2 separate regions of the Drosophila melanogaster genome follow, and region 2 is linked to region 1. The links are chromatin contacts, called in public Hi-C maps. All regions are on one chromosome and are shown on one strand. The core of a region is the stretch at or near the end of the contact, and the rest is flanking DNA. Distances in the headings are between cores, read along the strand shown. Region 1 overlaps Antp (Antennapedia). Region 2 holds the start of CG1105.

What was found. Hi-C and Micro-C count contacts between places; a contact is called where the count stands out from the background.
Region 2: a contact with region 1 is called in a Hi-C map of the Kc167 cell line, with 4 times the contacts expected there. The contact joins the promoter of CG1105 here to the enhancer-like site in region 1. A contact is called at or near these places in 9 of 107 Hi-C or Micro-C datasets (the Kc167 cell line, the S2 cell line, cellular blastoderm embryo and 1 more) and 1 of 6 datasets of contacts at active chromatin or transcription factors (the Kc167 cell line).

The regions. Positions count from the first base shown.
Region 1 is chr3R:6,909,843-6,917,616 of dm6, reverse strand. Antp (Antennapedia) reads left to right here. Exons shown (of 7, transcript NM_206453.1): 3 at 7,146-7,397; 4 at 7,551-7,774. The coding sequence starts at 7,707. CG46458 reads left to right here. Exons shown (of 5, transcript NM_001382163.1): 2 at 7,146-7,397; 3 at 7,551-7,774. Among named protein-coding and RNA genes, the nearest start is that of lncRNA:CR43252, 9.0 kb to the right of the region's middle. Within about 2 kb of position 5,191, at least 36 of the 39 cell types and tissues checked have an H3K27ac peak or open chromatin away from gene starts, as enhancers often do. A contact at or near this core is called in the Kc167 cell line, the S2 cell line, cellular blastoderm embryo and 1 more, where this site is marked.
Region 2 is chr3R:7,062,954-7,070,727 of dm6, reverse strand. It overlaps CG1105, which reads left to right and starts at 3,592. Exons shown (of 4, transcript NM_141431.2): 1 at 3,592-3,804; 2 at 4,431-4,586; 3 at 5,008-5,850; 4 at 5,959-6,542. The coding sequence starts at 3,690. The coding sequence ends at 6,113. It overlaps CG1965, which reads right to left and starts at 3,327. Exons shown (of 9, transcript NM_141432.3): 1 at 2,999-3,327; 2 at 2,639-2,940; 3 at 1,780-2,020; 4 at 1,540-1,722; 5 at 790-1,443; 6 at 155-703; 7 at 1-96. The coding sequence starts at 3,218. It overlaps Mst84B (Male-specific transcript 84B), which reads right to left. Exons shown (of 1, transcript NM_176414.3): 1 at 6,358-7,774. The coding sequence ends at 6,672.

The DNA.
Region 1 (7,774 bases), core at 3,942-6,441:
GTCACAAAAGTGTCAGGCGGCAAAGTTGAATGCTGTCCCAAGGAGAGCGGGAAAAGTGCTGCTGGGGGGTGGGTAGTGGGTCAGAGGGAGGGAATCTCAACGATTTGAATAAGTAAATAAAGTACGAAACGGGAGCACATGGCGGCAGATGAAGATGACACTGCTAATGCGACGGCAGATAATCGAAGGAGGTTAAGACCGCAACACAGCGATATCACAAGCCTCCTTTTTTTTAAAGTTGGCTTAAATGTATTGAAGGCGGCAAAGTAAGTAGTTCTAGGGAGTAATAGAGTCTAGAAAAAGATTGCTTTAATAGATTGTCGATGACTCTGATCAAATAAACTCTACGTTTAATAGATTGCTGCGTAATTGATTACTTAAAGCTTTTTGGCCTCAATTAGGGCGGTGCAATTAAGTGTTGACTTTGTGACATTTCCACGCAATTGATCGAAGGGAAGTCCCTCGGAGCGACGCGCTCCCATTTTCGCTCCGGAAAACCAAGTCCAGATAATCTTGGACACTAACAGGCAATTAAGCAAATTACAGAGTTGCCTGCGACTTGGACTGGTCCAAGCGCGGAGCACGTAGGCCACGTTAATTGCTCTATTTTCTTTGTTGTGCGCAAGGTAGGGAGTTTGGATATTCTGTGCGTTTTATGGCGGTTACCTGACCAGGTCCTTTTCGTGTGTTGCATCATATGCGCCAATCCTTATGCAACCATTGCAACTTTCACCTTTGACACCCGCTGACTTTCGTGAACCCAAACCAGCGGGGTATCCCAGGACAGGTTCTTGCTGAGGGTTTTCCCTGATAGTAATCGAGGTGAAATCAGAGAGTGAAATCGGTATTTTGCGACTTGCTAACAACCAATTTTGGTAACCTTTTCAACTCTTTTTCCCTTGGCTGTGGTCCAACTAATTTCACTTTCCGCGCTGAAACATTATTTATTTTCGTGGCGCAACCAATTTCCCTTCTTTTTTTGTACTGCTAGTGGTCATAAAACGAAATTTAATTACCTTCCACTTAAATGTTTCTACGCGTGGTTGATTGCGATACCGCAGCAACATAAAAACCTTTGCAAATTGTTGACAACATTGCTGTGCTGTTTTTCTGTGTTTTTCCTTACATACAATGTATTTATTTATTTATTTATTTCTTGTTTGCTGGGGTCAGCAACGGCAGCTCTGGAACCGAAACTGGTCATGAAATTATAATTTTCACACGCAACCCGGTCCGAAGGCCAGGCACTTAACAATTCAATTGTAGCACAATATATTTCAAAGCCAACAACTGCACTTAACGAGGGGCTTTGCGGTGACAAACGGAGATAGTGGATTGGATCCCAAGGATCGCGTGCTTCGGGATCTGCGTGAGGAGTCAACATCTGAGCATCCAAGCATCCAAGCATCCGAGCATCCGAGCATCCAAGCATCCAAACATCTGAAGATCCCAGCATCCGAAAGCAATGCGCATGCGTGGCCTGCGTTTTACGCATTGCGCGTTGTAATGAAGGCATTTTTGCCATCGCAAACATGAGCCCAATGTGTTGGCCATGTTTCATTTTGCCAATCAATTTCCACTAGCTTTTTTCTCCGCCGTTTGCCTGCCAATCAACGGCAACAGATGAAGTCCAACATGGATGGATGTCAATGGCATCGGATCTCCGCGAGCTTCGAGTGGCCAAGTGGTCCGAGTGCCTCCAGTGCGCCGAGTGTGGACAGCAGCAGACAGCGGCGGTTGAGGTCCTGCGGCGTTATCACGGCAGGAACGGCCCATCGATGGTCGTCCGCAGCGCCCGATTGATCGATGATTCGATATGATCGCAGCAATTTATGTATTTCGTGTGTGCGTGTAGATTGTCAAGTTGTTTCAGCTTTTTCTTACACAATTCGCAAATGTGACGGATAGAGAAAGAGAGACAGAGAGAGAGAGAGAGAGAGAGAGTTGCCACGATCATTAGCAATGCAGTTGCGGTTTTAATTGCATCTCGCATCTCGGATCTGGGATCCAGATCCTCGCCCGATCTCTCGGCGGTATTGCAGACGGGGAGTCAACCATTGCAAATGTGTCAATTAGATTTATTATCAGCTCTTGTCATTGTCCATTTCTGTGTGTGTTTACTGTCTGGACCCACTCCCGCTTCTTTTTCCCCCGGGAGCCGCTGACTTGGGGCAGGTGCCTTCACACTGTGCCTCATGTCCATTAGTAAATGCTAAATATGCGCCAATTAAATATCCAGGAAAATGCCTTATTCTGCCACTTGGCCATGATCATGGCCAAAATTTAAATGCAACAAAAAAGGAAAACGAATGCTGACAGGAAAAGGAGTTGACACGGCACTGTAACAAATGCCGCACATTAAATGTGTACATATTTTGAAGCTCATTCCGAACTTATTAGAAATATAAAAACATTTTTTGATTTTCAATGGTTGGCCTATTTTTAAGTTTATTTAAAAAATGTAGTATTTAATCTAATGGAGCGCTAACTAATTCCATTATACTTTTTCTAGTGCAGCACATTATTTATGAACCGATGGCGAAGACGAGGAGAATCGTCAAAGCCTGACATTTTTATTATTATCTCAGGGAACCAGGAACCCAAAAACTCGACCACCTGTCCCTTCAGTTCGTACCCCTCTCGCAGAACCCCAGCATGCTCTTCCGGGGCTCCTGCCCCTCCCGCCACAGGTTTCGATGACTAGCCAAGCGTTGCCCGCTGCCGCGTTGACAAGCTCAATTTCCAATCGCAATAAAACGCAGCACTCGCAGTAAGATAAATGTGAGAAAAATGCAGGCCTCCGTCCTCGGATCCCCCTCATCGATGGCCCCTGCTCTGTGTGCCCCTTTCCAAATCTCCTTTTTCCGTATCGCCGGTTTCCTTTCCTTCCTCGACTTCTTGGTCTTGGCGTCTCTGTCTGGCCGACGCCGCCAAATCGCGTGGGTTTATCCTCCTGCAGGCTGAGCCAGAACCTGACCATAGCCTGCAGCACAGAGGCGTCGCATTGGAGGGGTTGAAATACTTCTAAAGTTACCTCTCTAGCTTTAGATTTAAGGTAAACAAAAAAGGCAATGGTTTACAGCACTTTAAAGTGTAGCTCGAATACTAAAATTTATGGTCAACACTTTTGTTAATTACGCCCCTTAACAATTTTGGGCATACGCCTCTGAAAAATTTTTGTAGGGTTTTTCATGCTTTTTTCTCTGTTGTTGTTGGCTTGCGTTTGCCTCTGTTTTTGGTGCGCTGCTTCAAGTGCCTGAAATTTATAGTGGTAATAAAATTTTATTTGCTCTTTTAGTTGATGGGACAATAAACTCTTCTGGCATTTTTCGGCCCCTTAAAGAAGAGCACGTGCTTTGCGGTCTTCTTCTACAGGTGATTACATTGAAATATATTCTATGCGAGACACGGATTGAGTACGCTTGGTTTCAAGGTCATTTGTAAAAAAAAGAAATGTTTCTATATGAAATAAATTCCATTAATAAATTTGATAGTGTCTTTGATATATTCAAAAGTAATTTTTGTAAGAGCGCTTCTAATTAATTTTCCTCATCTCAAAGTGTTTCTTGTGTGATTCTCCCTAGTGGAGCGAGTATTCTTCTTAAGGCCACTGCTATGCGTTCCACCTCCCAAGTTTCCAGGTCTCAACAACTTCCCTCTCTCCACATTCCTGCCGCTGCGAAAACTTAGTCAAGCCAATTATTATTTAAATAAAATGCAAAACAGCAACTCAAGCCGCCGGCAGAGGTCGGTGCAGCCGAGCAGAACGCTTCTCTCCACTTGGCTTAATTGAGAGACATCCACCCGGCACACAACACCTCCCCCTTTGCCACCTGAAGATGAGACGCACTAACTGCTATAGGTTTACCGTTGCCGCTTCCTCTTGGACGCCCTTCTTCAAATGATGCCGACAACAATGGCAACCCAAGCAGCGGTGGCAACAGGAACAACCAGAACGAGAACATGACATGACAGTTGACGGGCGACGCCTTCGTCTAACGGCTGGAAATGCACAAAAAATAATGGCAGAAAAAGTATGGAAAGAAGCCGATTTTAGCTCCAGGCGGGTTGAATTTAAAGTCCTTTGCTTAGTACGACCTAAAAATTGTAGTTTAGTGTAGAGCATATTATAAAGCAAAAACTTTACGTTTCAATCCTTATTTAATATTTTTCGAATCTTTCAAAGTGTTTTCACCAAAAATCCAATAGGTTTTGATCGCATTTTTTTAATGTTGTCTAATTACCATAGAGTTATTATAAAAGCATTCATTGAAAATATTTCGAGTATTCATCCCCTTAAATAGAACTGTGCGACGGCAAAACTGTCTCAATTTCGATGGCAGTCGCAAATCAAAATGGCTGAGGCTGAAGTTGATGGCCGAAGAAAGAAGTCATTCATTTCGTTCATTTCATTTGTGTTTTCCTCGGATCCGGACACATTGGTTAGACAGGGACGGCGCATGCGTGGGAGTGGATGAGCGGGATGGGAAAGTGTTGATGTGCTCATTAACCAAATTCTGGGTAAAATCTCCACAGTGAGTGATGGATAACCCGTCCACTGGTCCTCTGTTTTGCCGACGGATCTACTTTTGACCCGATTTCGGTTGAGCAATCAGCTGTCGAGGTGTGTGGCTTAAAACTGGTAACGGGACTGCCCATATGGCATGCGCACTTTGTGCATGTGTGTGTGTTTTGTCCACTGCGAGTGTGTGCGAGGCTAAGTGGGCTGGGCTTAAAACTATGGTTCCTGTCTCGGCTCAACCTGAGTGCACAAGCAATGGCATTGCACTGTGGGACGAATGCATTTGAAAATACCTTGTAGTGACTCAATGATTTAATACTAAATTGAATGAATTAATATATTAATTAATATAAATTAATTAATATTAATATAACATTGTGTGTTTTTTTAATATATCAACAAAATAGGAAAGTTTTTATTTGATTGTTAAGAAATTGTTGTTAAATTTTGAGCATAGTGAAAATATTTGTACATACGTACAAATAATTTGTGGTCGATCATATTTTTATTTTAAAATTACATAAGTATAAAACAAGTACCTTACGTTTTCGGTGTGCACTCCTGTAATATCACTAAATAATTCCAATTAGCTTACCTTAATGTACATATATGTAGTTTTATCCTTGGGATCCACTGTACCAGCTGTCAGCTTAAATTATTTGAGTACTGACAGTTCGCTGACATTCTGCTAGATGGCGCTGCCAGACCTATAATGTACGTGGCATACTTTCAGGCTGTCAAATCTGACGAAGCTTTGACAATTGGCATGTAAAAACGTTAGTTTTTGGAATTAACGTTAGGTGGCGCTGGAGCTGACTTTAATTATTCCATAAAATGTCCAGTTAAATAGGTGATCCTTTTTTTGATTCACATTTTTCCCACTATTCATTGTTAATCTTGCTGCACCTAGGAAAAACTGGTTACAATTTCGGGGAGCATTTCATAAATGTTTAATTTCGAAGATAGGAACTTTGTGGGAAACTTCAACTTAAGCTTTACGCTTTCAATTAAAGTGTAGCAAAATCAGTTACGCCAAATCAAATTTGAGCAATTTCTTCGCTTGAATAAATCACATCAGACGAACATAAATCATACACCGAGCAGGCATGTGACTCCTGCCCACTCCCCCGCAGCTGCAGCAGCGGCAAAAACAGGAAGAACAGACAAAACACACATCAGACATTATTATCATCTCGCTTGTGCTTGAGTGGGTTTCTTTGCCTACCACAAGGCTCTGGCCACTGTTTCTGCCCCTCGCCCCACCGCTTATCCACCCACATGTCTGATATAGGCAGAGATCGGGGCAGAGTCCAGCGATTTGCCAGCATCCGTTTGGCCCTCGACGAACATACACACAAGCAAACACACGTTCACAATGAGAGCACTCAACACACAACCACGAACGCACGCTTCCTTCCGCCGCTGCCATTGTCCTTTCGCGCCATTTTGCCCATCCCGAGACTCCGACTCCCGCTCAATCGCCATCATTGGGAAATGTGTAATTGAAAGGGAAGCTTTTGGCTTTGGCAGCGACGGAGGCAAGAAAATTATTTCGTTAACAAAAGGGAAATGCCAGGAAAGTGGCGGGTAGGGGAGAGCCAGGAAGCGCAGAGAATGCAGGACGAACACAATGCAAAGAGAGTAAGCGAGAGGGGTGGGGGTGGTACACGGTTGAAATACTTTAAAGTTTACCATTCCGCTTATTTTATTATGCCCTTTTTTATTGTTTGGCCCTTCGTGCTTTGTACAAGTCGGGGAAGTTTCATTTCCGACAGCAAGTTACCGTTAGTTAGCTGTGGATTTTCGGCAGGGTTGTCACCATCACCACAGACTCAACTCGGAGCGAGCGGGATAAACATGTGAATATGCATGGCTTGGCAGGGAACGTGTGTCTCTGTCTCCCTCTTTCTGTCTGGATTATCGTCCAACTGAAGCTGGAGCGGGCAATTTTGTGATTTATGAGGTCAGAGACTCGTGATAATGAGCCAGGAAATTAAATCACTTTGACCGGAAGGATGTCAGGTCAGAAGGGGATAACACAATTGATTTCATATTCATAAATTCAATGAATGTTGTCAGCTTGTCAAGCGCGGGGAAAACGGGGGCAATCGCATGCCAGTGGAAGATCCTTGGTTTGAGGATTACAAAAGTTTTCGGAGGCACATTGCAGAATGTCATCTTGGCTTGACTTTGTGAACTTTCTGCAAATAAGGGCGACTGCAGGGTTCTTAGGGGGCTAAATATTGAGCATAAATTTCTGTTTAACATGGCAACATAACAAATCGATTATTATTATTATTCTAAATTTTTGTGGACTTTCATCTTAACAATTCGGATTAAGCACTGGTAATCAATATGCCGAAAGATAATCGGTAATCTTGAAACAGAAATCACACACCCTACAAACTCTTCCCACTCCCAAAGTACCGAATCTTTGGCATATTTTTAAGAACTCGCCGATGCGTACAAGAAACAATTTATTAGCGAACTCCACATGTTGCTCCCATCTTAGGAAACATGTGAAATCAGACTGCCAAAATCCCACTCAAAATTCACTATACATTAATACTTTGAGAAGAGCACACCAATAATAGCAACATATCTCGCTTTGAATTCTTTACAGAGTTTCAAAATCAAAATTGAGGAATACCAACTAGAGGATAAGGCTACTTAAGGATCAAAAAACACCAAGGAGACGAGATTTTCTACCAAATCGAGAGACGAGGGGCAGGTTAATTTCGTCATTTTTGGCCAAGACAGCAAATAGAGGAACAGCAAAGCGAAAATCATTTTATACCTCACACAACAACTACACACTAACTAAGATTAGGCTACGCAACTGTACATTGTACTTAAGTGTTCAAAGTATATTTAGGTAAGTATGCTTCAACAAAGATTACGATCAGCGATAATTAGCCATATATAACAGCGTTTTATAACCAACACGACAGTCCGGCTAAAAATGTCGCTGATTTATTTAAATGCCCATTGCAATATTATCCTAATTTGTGTTTTTCTTATCATCCAGTTTACTTTGTATATAAGAAAAGTAGCTAAAAGCACGCGGACAGGGAGGCAGGAGCACCACAGTCACTAGCCACTAAGCAGAGTCACAGTCACGATCACGTTCACTCCAGGATCAGGACTCGGGGCGGGATCAGCAGACGCTGAGGAAGCTGCCACGATGACGATGAGTACAAACAACTGCGAGAGCATGACCTCGTACTTCACCAACTCGTACATGGGGGCGGA
Region 2 (7,774 bases), core at 2,343-4,842, 150 kb before region 1:
CGCTCAAGGGAAACTCGCGACCTAATCGATTGATGAACCCAACCAATCTCAGGGTCTGTGTGGTAGATAATGGATCCCAGCATTCTGTGACCAGAGCTAAAAAACATTCATTTATTACCCCGCTTCGCGTTTTTTTTTAATGTGTAAAACTCACCAGTCACCTTGGGCAGCACAATCTTTTCGATGAGCGCCGGCACCAGATTGATATCCGGATCGATTTTCAGCTGCTCCACGGTTTCATCTGCCTGGGAGGCATAAAGCATGCAGGCCTGATACCAACGCATATTTTCTATATCCGCATACACGTCCAGCAGTGGCGACCAAAGAACAAGTTCGTGTCGCACCAGCGGAGCCAAGACTTTTGGAAGGCACAGGCTAACAAATGCGTCCTGGTATGACGACATGTCAGTTTTACGCCAGGCAAAAAACTTCATTAGTATTAGCTCGATCTTGCTAAAGTCGTCGGTAACGTCTTCAAGGGCGTCCACCGACTGTGATTCTATCTGCGCCATCGTAGTCACACTCAGTTCCTGCTGTTGATCGGCAATTTCATCGTCGCTTGACATGCCATCCAGGTGGGACGAGAGCAGATCATTGCGCTCGCGCTCGCATCGGCGACGTGTCCTCCGACCCTCCCGTTCCGCTGCGCGGCGAACTTGTTCTTCATAATCAGGTGTTCGGCGGGAGGCAGCTGTTATAGGTTCTAAAAGCAGAAGATTGAACATATTAATATAGTTTAATAATCGAATTATTTTCCCTAAGACAAGACTAAAAACAAAATTCTCATACTTGCTGATTCGGCGATTTCTTTGGCCTGATCACGTACATCCTGCCTCCGTCTGTTTACCAAATAACGTTGATTTTTGCCATACTGTTGCAGTGCACGCTTCTCAAGATCGTATATTACTGGCGCTTTTTCCGAGAGGCAATCGACAAGGTCATTCACATAGCACTTTATTTCTTGGTAAAACTTGTACTTTGCGGCCGCTGTCGGTGCATTCTGCTGGCACTCTAACTGCTGGAGCTTTAATGCCTTTAGTTCTGTACTAATCCTGGCCATACTAGCGCTGTGATCAGCCGACCGCTCTTTAAGCTCGCTAAGACGCGATTGAATGGCAGCTAGGATTTCCTGAGGAGTTCGCAATGCTGTAGCCTTGGCCTTTTCCTTCTTGGTTTTGACGGATGATCGAACTGCTGCGGCTAAGTTGGTGCGCTCAAGGGCATTTTTAGCATAGGCCTGCTCCAGCAGAGTGGACGTGGACTGTGCCGCTGTTGAATCTCCGTCGTCCATGCCGGTTCCGATGCCCGACGGGGCAGGCTTGATCATAAAACGGGAGAGCACTGTTTCATGCTGAGAATGGACCAACTGGGCTGCCGTAACACCCTTGCGGATCTGCTGGTTTTCCCACTCGTTCATCTCGCGATCTGAATCTCCGTCGGTGGCTGCAGAGGAGTGAGCAAAGGTTAACAATAGTCTAAAAACTTCACCTGTAATTAGCCTGGCTCTGGTCACAAATCGGACTTGGTCCCTCTACATACAATCATTTTCGACAGCATAAAATTGCTCGCGCCGCTCTTCACGCTCTTTGCGTCCCGTAATATCGTTCATGTCCATGCGTTCTTCATCATCCGACTGATCACCCTCAACATCTTCGCAGGGCAGACGGTTGCTTAGCTTGGCCGGCTCCTTGGGCTCCTCAATAGGTATATAGTCGCCTGCACCTGGAATATAACACAAAGAGTAAGCCATCGCTAGTGTGGCAACGTGTCGAATCTTACCCTGTTCTCTAGCCCTTTGCCGACGTTTTCGGGCAGCGTGTATCATTGCTGCATCCGGAATGGAACCACTTTCGAGCATCTGTTTCAAATGTTCTGGCTTGGAGAAACGGTGACGCGTTTTGTCATGGCCACCATCCTCGGATTGCTGGTCTTCTTCATCGCTCATATCCTCCCGTCCAGCGCAAAGGGCAGCTCTACCGTTCAGAATTGCCTCGGGAGTCTCAGATTTCTTTACCACTAGCTGGGGACAAGATAAGTAAGTTTTATATTATTGTGGATTCCTAAAGGACTTCGATTAGGGTGAAGCATTGGTATTCATGCTGCTTTTGTGGAAGGGAAGACATGCGACTATCAATGGTGGGAAAATTACTATTTATGTGACTACGTTAGCAATGGCTTTGATTTTTGGTAATTCAAAAAATATATCTTTGAATGTTACATAATATTTAAATAGTTTTCTTCTGGTAAGGTCAAGTTGTATGCGTCAATTTATTATCAAAGAAAGAATGAGTTAGAATGTTCTGTGATAAATTTTCTAATTCGTGGTCATAGTTACAGTAGTAGTACTTAAAGATCGCATTATAATTGGAAATTTTATGTTGAGTGATAGTTGGATCGCAGATCCTAGACACTTCCCATCACTGACCAGTTAAAACGCCAAGCAAATCAACGTCTAAGCTACTAATATTTTAAAATTGGCACTTCAGACCAGAAAAACCAACTAATTTAATAACACATTTAAACTCATTCAGCCTAATCTTTGCTGCTAATTGTTCTACGATAATTCAATGTAATTTCTGATGTTGAAATTTCGTTAAACGGTATTATTGTAGAAGAAATTGAATAATAATAACCTTACCACAAAGTCGTCTGTGCGTATTTCGGTTTGGATCATATGATTATCACTTTTTTTACTTTTACTCTGATCGCTGGCACTTTTATATCTGCCAGCATTGGCAGGATTCGAGTTGGAATTCGGGGGACCCGATGATGGGCCACCGGACGACTCTAAATGCTGTGTACTACCATTTTCGCCCCCGGGATGTCCGCTGTTTTCCGCCCGTTCCTCGCGCTTCTTCTTGCGGCGTTCCTTGTCCAGCATGCGCATCACTTTCTTGCTATGCGACGACTTTCGCACCTGGAACACCTCGCCGTCATCCTCTGCAAAAGAATTGGGGATTTTGGCTCCATACTCTTTTTATATTCCGGTATCACTCACCATCATCTGCGAAGCTGAGCAGCGCCTTTGGCTTGCTGTTGTCCTCCTGCGGCTTTATGGCCTTCCGGCTCTTCTCTTTCTCCCTCTTGCCCGAAATTATGGGAGGCGGTGGCGCCTCCATTTCGGCGTCCGGATCCAAGGATGCGCCGTCCTCCTCTTCGTCAGCGTTGCTGGAGAACACGCGTCGCTGAATTTTCTTCGGTTTGCGAAAAAGCGACATTTTCCACGATGTTGTTGTTACTCTGCGATTTGTTTAATCAATGAAAAATCGGAAGAAAAGCGAATTTTCGCAAGATCTCTTCTTCTTGCTGTCGTATTGTAATAGAGATGAAAATCTTTCGATGTCGTTCTCGTGCTCACGTGAGTCACGAGCAGGGCTGGAACGTTAATTCTCGGTCCTCGGTCTAGCACTTACAAAACTTTTCTGTATTGAAAATATGAATAGCTTTACAAATTTTGAAACTATTGTAACAATTAAATAAAAATGTGATAAATACATTAATTTGTATACCCAGGGCAGCTACACATAAAACTGGTCTTATTAAAATATCGGCAAGAGCTTAGATGACTTTTCATCCCTAGATACCGACAACGGCCATCTCTAATCTCTGAATTCGGCGACCGCAGGGCGTTTCAAAACAGACCGAAAAGTCGTTAACTTATTGGTGCCTTGAGTCACAGAATCTCTAACATGGGCCTTAAAGGTTGTGAATTGCAATTGGACAACCCGTGGAACACCTACTACGCCGGTCAGACGGTCAACGGCCAGGTGAAGTTTACGTTCGACTCGCCCAAAAAAGTCCGAGGTAAGTGCGAATCCAAGTCCCAATTGTGGGCAGCGCTGGAGAATGCTAATTAAAACCCCAGCTGCTTACTATTACTCATAGGAGTGACGACACCTGTGTAAGAGTCAATGATTAATTGGAAATTTAGTAAATAAATATACATAGCACTTTCGTCTTCAATGTGCAGGATGTTCACTGGCTGTCGTTGGTAGTTTCCTTGCTAACTTCTTAAAATCCTGACGCAAAAAGCCGGCGCACCACCCACAAATGTCGGTTGCTCTTTCGGTGCCTAAACGACCTTGTTTTCAGAAAGCTGGCGGTTGTTAAACCCTCCAAAGAAATGCACTTTCTCCTCTTTTCAGTTGGGCGATAACAACTATAAATAGCTCCAAGTGTGAATGAATACAAAAGAAAGTAAATAAATATGTAGTACATTTGACGGGGGCATGTAACCTATGTGGCAAACATTCCACCATAATCAAATTTTGAGGTCACCAAACACGGGAGACAGATGCTGCCTGGTAGCGATGATGTCATCCGTTGAGTATGCCTTAGAAAGCTTTTCATATTATTTATAGCTAAAATTAAAGCGCCACAGTGACGTCGTCGATTGTCATTCCGTAAATACAGCCACTTGTTTCTCGTAGGTATTATCATTCGGTTCCTGGGAGAAGCCAACACCGAGTGGTCAGAGGAGAAGAGCGTAACCACCAGCGAGGGCAAGACCGAGAACGAGGTCACCCAACTGAAGGGGCATGAGGAGTACTTTAAGATCCAGTACTATCTGCTGGGCGGCAAAAACAGTAAGTACAAAAAACAGACCGGGAATTCACTCCCCGGTTGCCAGACCTTAGTTTATCTGAAAAGAATTGGAGGATTTAATTATTGAAAGTGTCTATTATTAAGCATAAATTTTTGTATTCTATGGTGTAAGAATTGGCCAAGAAGATTTTTGTTTAAAATTAAATTTGTCCTTATATGAATCGAATAAATGGGATTGCACTTCCTCGCTCTATATAAAATAATAACTAAATCTTGTAATTACTATACACCTTATAGCATTAATAACTTCTCCTTTTGAAACTACAATAATTTAATGTTTTTATTTAGCTTTATTAAATAATATACCTTGACAGACCCTTCCTCTGCGCGTAAGAATTGAAAACATAATAAGCTATAAGTGACCTTTTTAAAATGCTAAAAGTTAAATGTATGATTTTGCAGGCTCTGAGACGGAACTACCGCCTGGCACTCACACTTATCCATTCACCTGTGCTCTGCCGCCTAATCTACCCTCATCCTTTGAGGGCGAATTTGGCCATGTGCGCTATACCATCAAGGTGACGCTTGATCGTCCGTGGAAATTCGATCAGGACATGAAGATGGCGTTCACAGTAATAGCGCCCGTTGATCTAAATCTCAATCCTCGAGTCAAGGAGCCATTCAAGCTCGAGCTAGAAAAGTCATTCTGCTGTTTTTGCTGTCGCTCAGGACCGCTGGCTGTCATCACGAACATCCCGCAAACAGGATTCGTTTCGGGGCAGGTGCTGCCCATCACCTGCGAGGTGGACAACACCAGCAACGTAAATCTTACGGCAGTGAAGTTTGAACTGCGTAAGCTGGTCACCTTCCACACAAACCAGCCACGGAGCGAGAAGCGCGAGTCCAAGGTGATCATAGCCAACTTAAGTGTTGGCCCAGTCAATGGCGGCGAGTCTCGCACGTTTACGCAACAAATGGAGATTCCGGCGCTGCCACCGACCAACCTCCTCAACTGCGGGATTATCGCTTTGGACTACGACCTGCATGTGGAGTGCGAGGTGAGCGGTCCGCACCGCAATCTCACTGGCAAGGTGCCAATCACCTTGGGCACTATTCCATTGGCTGGCGTACGGCCACCTACTCAATTTACGGATGCTCCGTCGGCGGTTCAGTCCGAGGATCCATCGCTGGCGCCCACACAGCCAGTGAGCCCGGCGAGCCCTCCTGGCGGCGATGGCGTGGGTGGTGCTCTAGGCTGGAACGTGGCTGACAGTACTGGTGGTGGTTCACTGTATCCTAATATACGTGAGTATTAAAATTATGGAGTTTTGTGGATTTTCTTTTAAATTATAAAAGCTTCTTAGTAGGGTTATATATCTTTATTTATTAAAATATTCTATTTTCATTTTGCAGCGCCACCGCAGTTTGTGGAGACACAGTACCGGGCACCAACGATCGCCGGTAGGGACGACTCCGAGCATACGCAGATGATCGGCGACGGAGCCTTCGCACCTCGGTATCCGACTTTCCAGTTTAATAATGCCACAGCACCGCCAGCTAGCCAGTGATTGAATCTCTAAGCTAGACCCACAATGATATTCTTAAACTTTGATGTCGAACTATTTTCTTCTGGCTGTCTCTGTTTCTGGAGGGTTAGCTTTCGCAATTTTTATCGGCTTTGCATTTATGAAATATTAGCTTTCCGTCCAAATAGAAAGCATAAACAGGTGCAGTCAAAATAAAAAAGGTCTACCTATACAAAGTTTTTGAAATGCTTAACTTCTGTTTATAATTAAATAGCTTTCGGACAGTAAATACAAAGAATTGGGTCTTTATTATTTTGACTGCATCTGTGTTTAATTTAATAATCGTATAAATACGCACAATTGTCAATTCCGATTTAAACTGCTCAAATTTAATTTTTTCTGTTTTTTTTTAAGCCAGCAATAGTGCCTAAAACTGATGTACGACTATAATCGTAATAAAACACAAAAGATAATGAAGGTTTGATACATGGGCATAGCCAAATCCTGGGAGCCAAAAATGTGTTGAGCCTTGAGGAACTTGTTTTATACGGAGCATTGGGAGATTTAAGAACTTGGAATGATGGTGCTATCGTTCCATATTTACTTCTTCTTTTTCTTGCAGTATTCATTCAGTTCCCTGGCCTTTCTTGCTTTCTTCTCACACTTGCACTGTTCCTTCAGAGCTATTTTTTTGCATTTGGCCTTGAGGATCTTCATCTTCTTTTTCCTTTGTCTAAGCTTCTTTTCGGCTATTTTTTTGCATATCTGAAAAAGTCCTTCGGGATTGGCTTTCGGCTTCGGTGGTGAGGGTGGTGCGGCTTTAGATGGTGGAGGGGATGGATTAGCAGCTTTTGGTGGTTGGGCAGGAGGCGGAGATGGCGTTTTAGCGATCTCCTTCTTCACCTCCTTCTTTACCTCCTGTTTGATGTTCTCTTTGACATCCGTTTTAGCTACTGGAGCAGATTTGCTAGCATTCTTCTTAACTTGGGCTGCTTCCTTGAACTTGTATTTAGCGCATACATCAACTTCTTTTGGTTTTTGCTGTTTGTTGATTTTCTTGCACATTGCTTTTTTCGCTTTCTCTGCGCTTTCAGCCTTTTTTCTGTCCTGCTCAGCTTCTCGCAAGGCTTTGAGTCGGTCCGCCTCCAGCTTAGCGGCCTTTTCGCATTCCGCCTTCTCCTTGTTGGCCTTATCCTTTTTCGCCTGCTTGCGGCACTTTTGAATCGCCGCCATTTTCTTACACTGCTCTTTCATTTGCTTGGCCCGGGCTTTTGCGGCTAGGCCCCTAAGTTTTATCTGCTTTGCCTTCGCCTTCTTTCTCGCTTCCTTGGCCATCTTTGCGCACTGTCTCTTTAATTCGCAAAGATCTTCTTCAGGCCCTTTTTTGGCTTCCTCTTCGGCCCTTCTCCTGGCCTCCTCTTCTTCGCGTTTCCTTTCTTCTTCGGCTCTCTTTCGGGCTTCTTCAGCCAATCGGGCGCACTCTTGCCTTTCTTTTTCTTCTCGACACGCTCGTTTGATGGCTTCTATTTTCGCCTGCTTTTCGCAATTCATTTGATCGGCCATTTTCTGGATGGCCTTGTTTAGCTTTTCCAACTCTTCCTCCTCGTCGGGGCATTTCTTCTTACATTCTTCTTCCTGTTCACAATCTCCTCTTTCTTTTTTGACGCACTTCATGCATTGCTCTATTTCCTTCTTTTTCTGAC